2 separate regions of the Mus musculus genome follow, and region 2 is linked to region 1. Evidence: chromatin contacts called from public Hi-C data. All regions are on one chromosome and are shown on one strand. Each heading gives the region's core, a stretch centred on a gene start, on an enhancer-like site or on the middle of the called end of the contact. The rest is flanking DNA. Distances are from core to core; before and after follow the strand shown.

Region 1 (5,283 bases), core at 2,764-5,263:
GAATCAGGATCAAGTTGACCTTCTAAACAGTCCCATATCCCCTAAAGAAATAGAAGCAGTTATTAATAGTCTCCCAGCCAATAAAAGCCCAGGACCAGACGGGTTTAGTGCAGAGTTCTATCAGACCTTCAAAGAAGATCTAACTCCAGTTCTGCACAAACTTTTTCACAAGATAGAAGTAGAAGGTATTCTACCCAACTCATTTTATGAAGCCACTATTACTCTGATACCTAAACCACAGAAAGATCCAACAAAGATAGAGAACTTCAGACCAATTTCTCTTATGAACATCGATGCAAAAATTCTTAATAAAATTCTCGCTAACCGAATCCAAGAACACATTAAAGCAATCATCCATCCTGACCAAGTAGGTTTTATTCCAGGGATGCAGGGATGGTTTAATATACGAAAATCCATCAATGTAATCCATTATATAAACAAACTCAAAGACAAAAACCACATGATCATCTCGTTAGATGCAGAAAAAGCATTTGACAAGATCCAACACCCATTCATGATAAAAGTTCTGGAAAGATCAGGAATTCAAGGCCAATACCTAAACATGATAAAAGCAATCTACAGCAAACCAGTAGCCAACATCAAAGTAAATGGAGAGAAGCTGGAAGCAATCCCACTAAAATCAGGGACTAGACAAGGCTGCCCACTTTCTCCCTACCTTTTCAACATAGTACTTGAAGTATTAGCCAGAGCAATTCGACAACAAAAGGAGATCAAGGGGATACAAATTGGAAAAGAGGAAGTCAAAATATCACTTTTTGCAGATGATATGATAGTATATATAAGTGACCCTAAAAATTCCAACAGAGAACTCCTAAACCTGATAAACAGCTTCGGTGAAGTAGCTGGATATAAAATTAACTCAAACAAGTCAATGGCCTTTCTCTACACAAAGAATAAACAGGCTGAGAAAGAAATTAGGGAAACAACACCCTTCTCAATAGCCACAAATAATATAAAATATCTCGGCGTGACTCTAACGAAGGAACTGAAAGATCTGTATGATAAAAACTTCAAGTCCCTGAAGAAAGAAATTAAAGAAGATCTCAGAAGATGGAAAGATCTCCCATGCTCATGGATTGGCAGGACCAACATTGTAAAAATGGCTATCTTGCCAAAAGCAATCTACAGATTCAATGCAATCCCCATCAAAATTCCAACTCAATTCTTCAACGAATTAGAAGGAGCAATTTGCAAATTCATCTGGAATAACAAAAAACCGAGGATAGCAAAAACTCTTCTCAAGGATAAAAGAACCTCTGGTGGAATCACCATGCCTGACCTAAAGCTTTACTACAGAGCAATTGTGATAAAAACTGCATGGTACTGGTATAGAGACAGACAAGTGGACCAATGGAATAGAATTGAAGACCCAGAAATGAACCCACACACCTATGGTCACTTGATCTTCGACAAGGGAGCCAAAACCATCCAGTGGAAGAAAGACAGCATTTTCAACAATTGGTGCTGGCACAACTGGTTGTTATCATGTAGAAGAATGCGAATCGATCCATACTTATCTCCTTGTACTAAGGTCAAATCTAAGGGGATCAAGGAACTTCACATAAAACCAGAGACACTGAAACTTATAGAGGAGAAAGTGGGGAAAAGCCTTGAAGATATGGGCACAGGGGAAAAATTCCTGAACAGAACAGCAATGGCTTGTGCTGTAAGATCGAGAATTGACAAATGGGACCTAATGAAACTCCAAAGTTTCTGCAAGGCAAAAGACACTGTCTATAAGACAAAAAGACCACCAACAGACTGGGAAAGGATCTTTACCTATCCTAAATCAGATAGGGGACTAATATCCAACATATATAAAGAACTCAAGAAGGTGGACCTCAGAAAATCAAATAACCCCCTTAAAAAATGGGGCTCAGAACTGAACAAAGAATTCTCACCTGAGGAATATCGAATGGCAGAGAAGCACCTGAAAAAATGTTCAACATCCTTAATCATCAGGGAAATGCAAATCAAAACAACCCTGAGATTCCACCTCACACCAGTGAGAATGGCTAAGATCAAAAATTCAGGTGACAGCAGATGCTGGCGAGGATGTGGAGAAAGAGGAACACTCCTCCATTGTTGGTGGGATTGCAGGCTTGTACAACCACTCTGGAAATCAGTCTGGCGGTTCCTCAGAAAATTGGACATAGTACTACCGGAGGATCCAGCAATACCTCTCCTGGGCATATATCCAGAAGAAGCCCCAACTGGTAAGAAGGACACATGCTCCACTATGTTCATAGCAGCCTTATTTATAATAGCCAGAAACTGGAAAGAACCCAGATGCCCCTCAACAGAGGAATGGATACAGAAAATGTGGTACATCTACACAATGGAGTACTACTCAGCTATTAAAAAGAATGAATTTATGAAATTCCTAGCCAAATGGATGGACCTGGAGAGCATCATCCTGAGTGAGGTAACACAATCACAAAGGAACTCACACAATATGTACTCACTGATAAGTGGATACTAGCCCAAAACCTAGGATACCCACGATATAAGATACAATTTCCTAAACACATGAAACTCAAGAAAAATGAAGACTGAAGTGTGGACACTAGGCCCCTCCTTAGAAGTGGGAACAAAACACCCATGGAAGGAGTTACAGAAACAAAGTATGGAGCTGAGATGAAAGGATGGACCATGTAGAGACTGCCATATCCAGGGATCCACCCCATAATCAGCTTCCAAATGCTGACACCATTGCATACACTAGCAAGATTTTACTGAAAGGACCCAGATGTAGCTGTCTCTTGTGAGACTATGCCGGGGCCTAGCAAACACAGAAGTGGATGCTCACAGTCAGCTAATGGATGGATCACAGGGCTCCCAATGGAGGAGCTAGAGAAAGTACCCAAGGAGCTAAAGGGATCTTCAACCCTATAGGTGGAACAACATTATGAACTAACCAGTACCCCTGAGCTCTTGACTCTAGCTGCATATGTATCAAAAGATGGCCTAGTCGGCCATCACTGGAAAGAGAGGCCCATTGGACACGCAGACTTTGTGTGCCCCGGTACAGGGGAACGCCAGGGCCAAAGGGGGGGAGTGGGTGGGTAGGGGAGTGGGGGTGGGTGGGTAAGGGGGACTTTTGGTATAGCATTGGAAATGTAAATGAGCTAAATACCTAATAAAAAATGGAAAAAAAAAAAAAAAAAAAAAAAAAAAAAGAAGTTAATGTTTTATCCAAAATGTCAATGAGAAAATAAATGGTTTTATGCTAGCGAGTTTTTTGGGGTTTTTGTTTGTTTGTTTTTCACCAGGTTAAATATTGAGAGTCTAAGATGAGTAAGAATGGGCTAAATAGGAAGAAGAGGCTTGAGCTTCTGGCTTATATGAAAGCATGTGATAAAACAGGTTCCTCAGACAAACAACGATAAATGACCCATCAAGTTCAGCTACAGGCTGAAGGATCACTCTAAACCAAGGCACATTTATATTCTATGTTAACACTTTTGCATGCCCTATGAAACAACACTCATTAATATTGCATGGTGTTGTTTTGGTCTTTGCAAAGGTTTACACAGGTAAAATAGTACCAATAATTTATGAAAACAGATGTAACCCCCTTATGGTAATCCATAAATATTATGGAACCATCAGAACCTGGTCTGCACCTTGTTCCTTTCACTTTACTTTCTTTTCAACTCACTCCTTCTTGTACACCCCAATACACACATGCATACACCACACACACTACACACACACACACACACACACTCACCCACCCTCTAACCAGCAAAACACACACACATACTCACACAGATACACAGACACTCACCCACCCTCTCATAACACACACACACACACTCACCCTCTAACCAGCCACACACACACACATACTCACACAGATACACACACTCACCCACCCTCTCACAAGACACATACACACACACACACACACATACACACACACACACACACACCACAAATGCACATACTCATTTACAGAGGACACCAAGCAATGACCTAATTGTTAAACAAAACTATCTTATACTCCTGGCAAACAGCCTCCAGATGAGAAGGGTTTGTGGTTTTAACTGTTACTTTAGCTTTTAATCTGAAACTTGAATAACCATGAGACTTTTCTTGTTTTTTAAACTTCAAGCTACTCTGGAATGTATTACTGGGTAGCACATTACAGAGAGTGACAATCTGTCCTTTCAGTCTTCAGACAATTTCATAAAATGATTATTGACAAAAAACTTCAACTCACCGTGAAGGGAACAGTAACTCCTTTGTAAATGTTACAGTTTCTTAGTGAGAAAGACTTCTAAAGTTTCACTAAAGATTATTTTCTTGATGCTTAGGTTCCCTGAGTATTAGAAACTTAAAAATAATTTTCCACATTTTCTGCTTTCCTGCTATGTACCAGTAATTGTGTTATTCACTATAAAAGTCCATCTTCACAACTGTCATAAAATAATTAATGTGTAAAAAATAGTAAGACTAATTATCATTGACCAGTGAAGAAAAACATCACCTTTTTCATATTACAGTTTGAATTCTTAAAGTCACTACTGCATTTCTTTCTAGGTACTAATCTGACTGGAAGAAGGAAAGAAATCATCTTCTATATCCTTTTTCAAAACCCTCCATTCTTCTTCATGATGTCCCAGTGGCTTTGTAGGCCGGAGTTAAGTGATAAAATCCAGAGTTCACTCATTTTTCCACAGCCCCTTCTGGAAATACTCTTTCCAATAAACTCTATTATACTTACGAGATTTCCTGTATTGAATGACTTTGGGTTACATCAAACATGATACTATCTAAGTCTTAATTAAATTTCTGTTATCTATCATGCCTGTTCTCAGTATTCACAATCAAAGATCTTCTTAAAGTCAAGTTGCATTTGGGGAGCACTGTGATTATGTTCAATACAGCAGTCAGAACCCTGCTTCCTGTGCTTGGAGCACATCCGCATGCCCCAGTCTGATTCCCCACCACAGGCTGCTTCCTCAGAACCTATGGACAGGCTCAAAACCCCCTGTTCTCTATATGCCCATCCACTCACGTCTACATTATTATTTTCCGATAGATGTTTCAAAATAGCTGAACAAATTCTTCCTTATGTACTCTCCCATGGCCTGGCACTATTACCCCTTACCTCCCTCCCGGATCGCTCCATCTTTGCCAAAAAAATGAGGACTTTTTTGTCTGCCCAAGAACCCCTACAAATCTGTGTCCCCTAGATCTTCTTGTTCCTGGATTCCTTCCTCACACTACCTCTCCAAGACCATTTTTCCTGGACTT
Region 2 (4,733 bases), core at 134-2,633, 79 kb before region 1:
TTGCTCATACCCACTTTCTTCTACATTTCGTGATGGATATTGATTATCTGCATGATGAGAGTTAATATTTGTAAAAGCCTAATCACACTCCAACATTCATTTCTATCTCAGTAAGCAAAGCTGAAGTCATAAAATAGCGTTCAGTGCCCAGAATAAATCCGCCCTGGCTTCTTATCCCAGATTTAAAGACCTTCACTACCGACTATGAGTTAGGCTATAGCAACCTTGAACTTCTCATTTTCCACGAATGTATTTTCAGACTCCTCACTACTAAAAGGGATCAGATGAAACTAACTCTGTGATGGCCTGTTTTCCCCAATCTTAGAAGGGACGAAAGTGTGCCTGAGAAAGTTGCTGGCTTGCTAATTCAAATAGAATTTGACATAAAAGTCAATGAGGAAGTGCTCATATAGACTTTATTTTCAAAGATAGGGAGATAAGTGTCATTTACCAACATCATAAGCAAATAAAAAGAAAACAAAAAAGATGCAGACCAAAGGTACCTCTCACTGAACTCACTCGACACCTGTACTCGACACCTGTAAAGGCAGGTCTGTCTTTATGACCCACAGACTGTCCACCTAAAGCCCACTTAGCACACCACCGTGTGACTTCTGCCATGTACCAGCAGCTTATAAATTCACTGGTGTGCAGAGACTTCCTGGCCCTCAGCTGCCTGATGGTTCTGATTGAGGAGCAACAAGCCTGGCAGACTTTCCTGCAGGACCTGCTGGCTCACCGTGGCACTTTGATGTTAAATAGAGCTTGCTGGTGTCACCTCCTGAGCTTAAGTGAGTTAGCAGTGTTGGTGGCAGCAGGGCCACAGACGTATTTACACAGCCACCACTTGCAGACCTTTAACTCTGCCCCTGATTTTGAATCCATTTTCTGTCAACTTCTGAAAAGGCATGGAGAGGTAGGAAATACAAAGGCATGGTCATCAGAAGAAGCCATTATTGTATCTCTGCGGGGTGACAATAAAGCATAGCCCAGCATATATTTTCTGCCACCTAAAGCGTAAAGCAAAGCTGAAATCATGAGCTTCGACCCTTCACTGCATCACAGGCAAACACATGGGTACCAATATAATTTTTTAAAAAGTAAATACAGAAACCAGTGGCAGGGGAGCTGACTTAGCACTTTGAAAAAAAAATATTTTATTTATTTCCAGTCCAGTGGCTGCTGCCCTGTCATTCTGCCCTCTCACAGCTCCTCATCCCTTCCTCCTCAGGCTTGCCTGAGGGGTGCTCCCTTCCCACCAGGCCTCCCCTTTCTCTGCAGCCTCAAGTCTCTCAAGGACTAAGCACATCTTCTCCCACTGAGGCCTGATCAGGCCAACCTCTGCTACATATTTGCCAAGGGCCACAAACAAGCCCCTGTATGCTCCTGGTTGGTGGATCAGTCTCAGAGAGCTCCCTGGGGTCTAGGTTAGTCGAGACTGCTGGTCTCCCTATAGGGGTCTCCATTTCAGCTTCTTTAATCCTTCCCCTAATTCAACAATAGGGATCCGGGATTTCAGTCCAATGGTTGGGTGTAAGTGAGCCACTGGTAGGGTCTCTCATGAGGGCCATGTTAGGCTCCTGTATGTAAGTATGTCATAGCAATGGGCTCACAGGACACTTACTACAGAAACAAACCAAGCACTCAAGGAATGACCCAAAAGAGTAGACACTGTTCTGAGCGACACACGTTAGGTTAGAGGGCTTAGCTCATGGAATATGGGGATTTTCTTGAGGGAGCCTTTACATATTCATTCGGGAAAGCAATTCACTGAACACAGATCCCTGAGTATGCTTGGCTAAGCAGTACATTCCTGAGCGTGCTCAGCCTAGGGTCATAATGTAAAAAGGAAGGAAAGTGTATTTAGAGACATGTTTAACCCAAGGTCATTGAGCACTGATTTTAAGATTTAACAAGGTGAACAGGAATGACTCTGAATAAGGACAGCTTACAATATAACGTATTATGTGAATATTAAAAATGGACAGTTCACTTAAATATTAATTAGAAATTTGTTATGAATGATATATACCTTCTTTAGCAGCATATAAAACAGATAATAGAATCTTATCTGTGCCATTAAATGAAATTATTCTATTTGATATACACAAATAATAATTATGCCAAGCCCTCAGGATAGCATAGCTACAAAGAAACAGTATATAAATTCTTTGATACTTTTATGCTTCTACAACTCTGCCAAAAACACTGAGTTGCAGATAGATGCATTAATGTTTTGACAAAATCATCTAGGCAGGGCTGGAGAAGTCACACGGAAGTCAATAGCACCTTTTATTTTTTTCTAGAGAACCAATGTTCAATTCCCTGCACCCACATGATGGATCAAAACCAGCTGTAAAATCATTCCTGGGGTATCTGGTGCCCTCTGCTGGCCTCCATGGGAATTGCATGTGCATAATGTGCTGACATACAGGCAGGTAAAACCACCCCGAAATAGGATAAAATGAATTTTTTTGTTTTGTCTTTTTGTTTGTTTGTTTGTTTGTTTTCCGAGATAGGGTTTCTCTGTATAGCCCTGGCTATCCTGGAACTCACTTTGTAGACCAGGTTGGCCTCGAACTCAGAAATCCACCTGCCTCTGCCTCCCAAGTGCTGGGATTAAAGGCATGCGCCACCACTGCCCGGCGGATAAAATGAATATTAAAATAGCTTAGATAGACATTATCCTGTGTAAGACTTTTCTGATAGTGCATCTAAGAGGATTTCTTAGTCTTATATGATATTTGGGGGTAGACTCTTACTGAGAGTAATCAGCTCAGAAATACATAAATCATGGTCCTCCGCAGCAGAGCTAGTGCTCAACAGCACGCTTTCTTCTGACTACTGACAATCTGCAGCTTCCTGCTCTTAAACAAGAAAAGACTGAACAACTTAGAAAACAACTCAAGGGATTTTCCATACATAAGCCAGAGCATTTGGGATAAGTTGAGAATAAACAATATAGACAGACACAAGATTTCCTTTGAAACCCTGCCTGCCTCAAAAACAAAAGAGTTGAGAAGAGCTTTGCGCTGGAGAGGCTGAAGTCCAGTTGTTTTTTTCAAGCCTCAAGTATGTGAAACACTATGTCTGTTAATAAGGAAATGGTTCCATGAGTCAAGGTCTGAGCTCTCATGGCCTTGAAGCCAGGCCAAGCTGGGAAATTCTGGCACTTTGGATCAACTTTAGGAGCTTTAAAAACATGTTTTAGTTTTTGAATCACTGAGCTGTATTTTATTACAAAATCCCTAAGCGAGGGAGGTACATGCTCAGACATCCCTGAGCAAGGCGCCAATTGTTTACTCTCTGTTCTTGAATGTGTCCATCCAACAAAATTAAGACATCAAGTCCATGTGGTATGATCCATTCAAAACTTTATTAGCAGAAAACACAAACACTGTCGGTCACAAGAGGGGCCGCCTCCGACCACTTCTTCACAGGTGGAGTCCAGGAAGCTCAAATCTAATTGAATGAGGGCTCACAAAGGGAGTTTGCTTCTAATAAACCTTCCCCCTCAGATCCCCAGCACCAGGGCTTGAACAAACAGCAAGTAAATAAAACTATCACTGAAGTGTGTCTAATTGCCTCTATCCCAACACATACATAACTCCGCCCTACTGGAACAGCCCCATAAAGGATAAGTTATGACAAGCTTTTAAACACACTGGCAAACTGTCCCTCAATTCACAGTGAGGCAGCATTAGTTTAGCTCCAGGGACTCTGCTAGCCTGCAGAGTGTCTTTGTGTAAATTAGAATCAGATGTCCTCTGGGTGGGATTTTTACATGCATTGTTGGGACTGCTCCTAGGGCACTGTGCTTGGCACATGGAATGCTGACTGGATTTTAGCTTCTTTCCTTCATTGGCTAGCTGCAGCTTTTTACTGGAAATAGCCCACATTGGCAGTCCTGAGCCAATTCCACTGAAGCTTTTAATGATGGAACACAATCTTAAGAAAAAAAAAAAATCCTTAAGAAGAATGGAGACTCCAAAGAAAGAAAATATAGCTAACAGTGAAGTCCAATGGCAGTGCTTGGTTTTGTGACAAAGCACATCAGACCAGACACTCTGTGAAAGGAAGGGACATCTTTTGTAAATTCTTTTCAGATATATAAATCTAAACCTTCATGTTCCAGAAGAAGAGAGGGACTCATTTTTTAATGATGAGGAAGGTGGCCAACAGAGTAGAAACTGACCTTCTGAACTATATAACTATTCATAGTCTATACTTTGTTAAATGTTCCATTAGTATCTTATGATCATTTTTTTCTATGACATTTAATAATATAATTTTCACAAAGTATCACATCTGAAATTATATTTTTCAATGAATGTCAAAATGTAGACCTCATACATATGTAAGTAAGGCAAATATTCACTGCAATGAAAATAAAAATTAATACATGAGAGTTAGCTACTTTGAACCATTAAGCACTAAAATCTTGTGTTCTAGAAGAGATTTCAAAGGTCAGAACATAGTCCAATGCCTGCAGGGACTTGGAAAATGCCATTAATAAGCATAGAGTGCCATTTGTAAGGAAACCAAGATACTAGCCAGCCATGGATAACCACTGAAGTTAGGCCTCAGTGTCGGTAAAGAATGAAAGTAGAGACAAGAAGAAATGTTGTCTTATTTGAAAGTAAGGATGTTAGGAACTAGGATGAAGCCCACAGCAACGAGATAGCAATGCCAACACTAGTGTGCACTTGAAGTATATGGAGATGCTATAAGAT

Evidence for each region. A called contact is a pair of places that touch in the nucleus more often than the background predicts.
Region 2: a contact with region 1 is called in a Hi-C map of the G1E-ER4 cell line, with 2.1 times the contacts expected there. The contact joins two enhancer-like sites. A contact is called at or near these places in 1 of 15 datasets of contacts at CTCF or cohesin (the NIH/3T3 cell line) and 26 of 484 Hi-C or Micro-C datasets (the G1E-ER4 cell line, the Patski cell line, adipose-derived mesenchymal stem cells and 13 more).

Annotation. Positions count from the first base shown.
Region 1 is chr2:16,373,136-16,378,418 of GRCm38.p6, reverse strand. All of the region lies in intron 1 of Plxdc2 (plexin domain containing 2), which reads right to left. Among named protein-coding and RNA genes, the nearest start is that of Plxdc2, 19 kb to the right of the region's middle. Within about 2 kb of position 4,013, at least 18 of the 459 cell types and tissues checked have an H3K27ac peak or open chromatin away from gene starts, as enhancers often do. A contact at or near this core is called in the G1E-ER4 cell line, where this site is marked.
Region 2 is chr2:16,449,916-16,454,648 of GRCm38.p6, reverse strand. The region is part of intron 1 of Plxdc2 (plexin domain containing 2); the gene reads right to left. Among named protein-coding and RNA genes, the nearest start is that of Plxdc2, 96 kb to the right of the region's middle. Within about 2 kb of position 1,383, at least 9 of the 459 cell types and tissues checked have an H3K27ac peak or open chromatin away from gene starts, as enhancers often do. A contact at or near this core is called in the G1E-ER4 cell line, where this site is marked.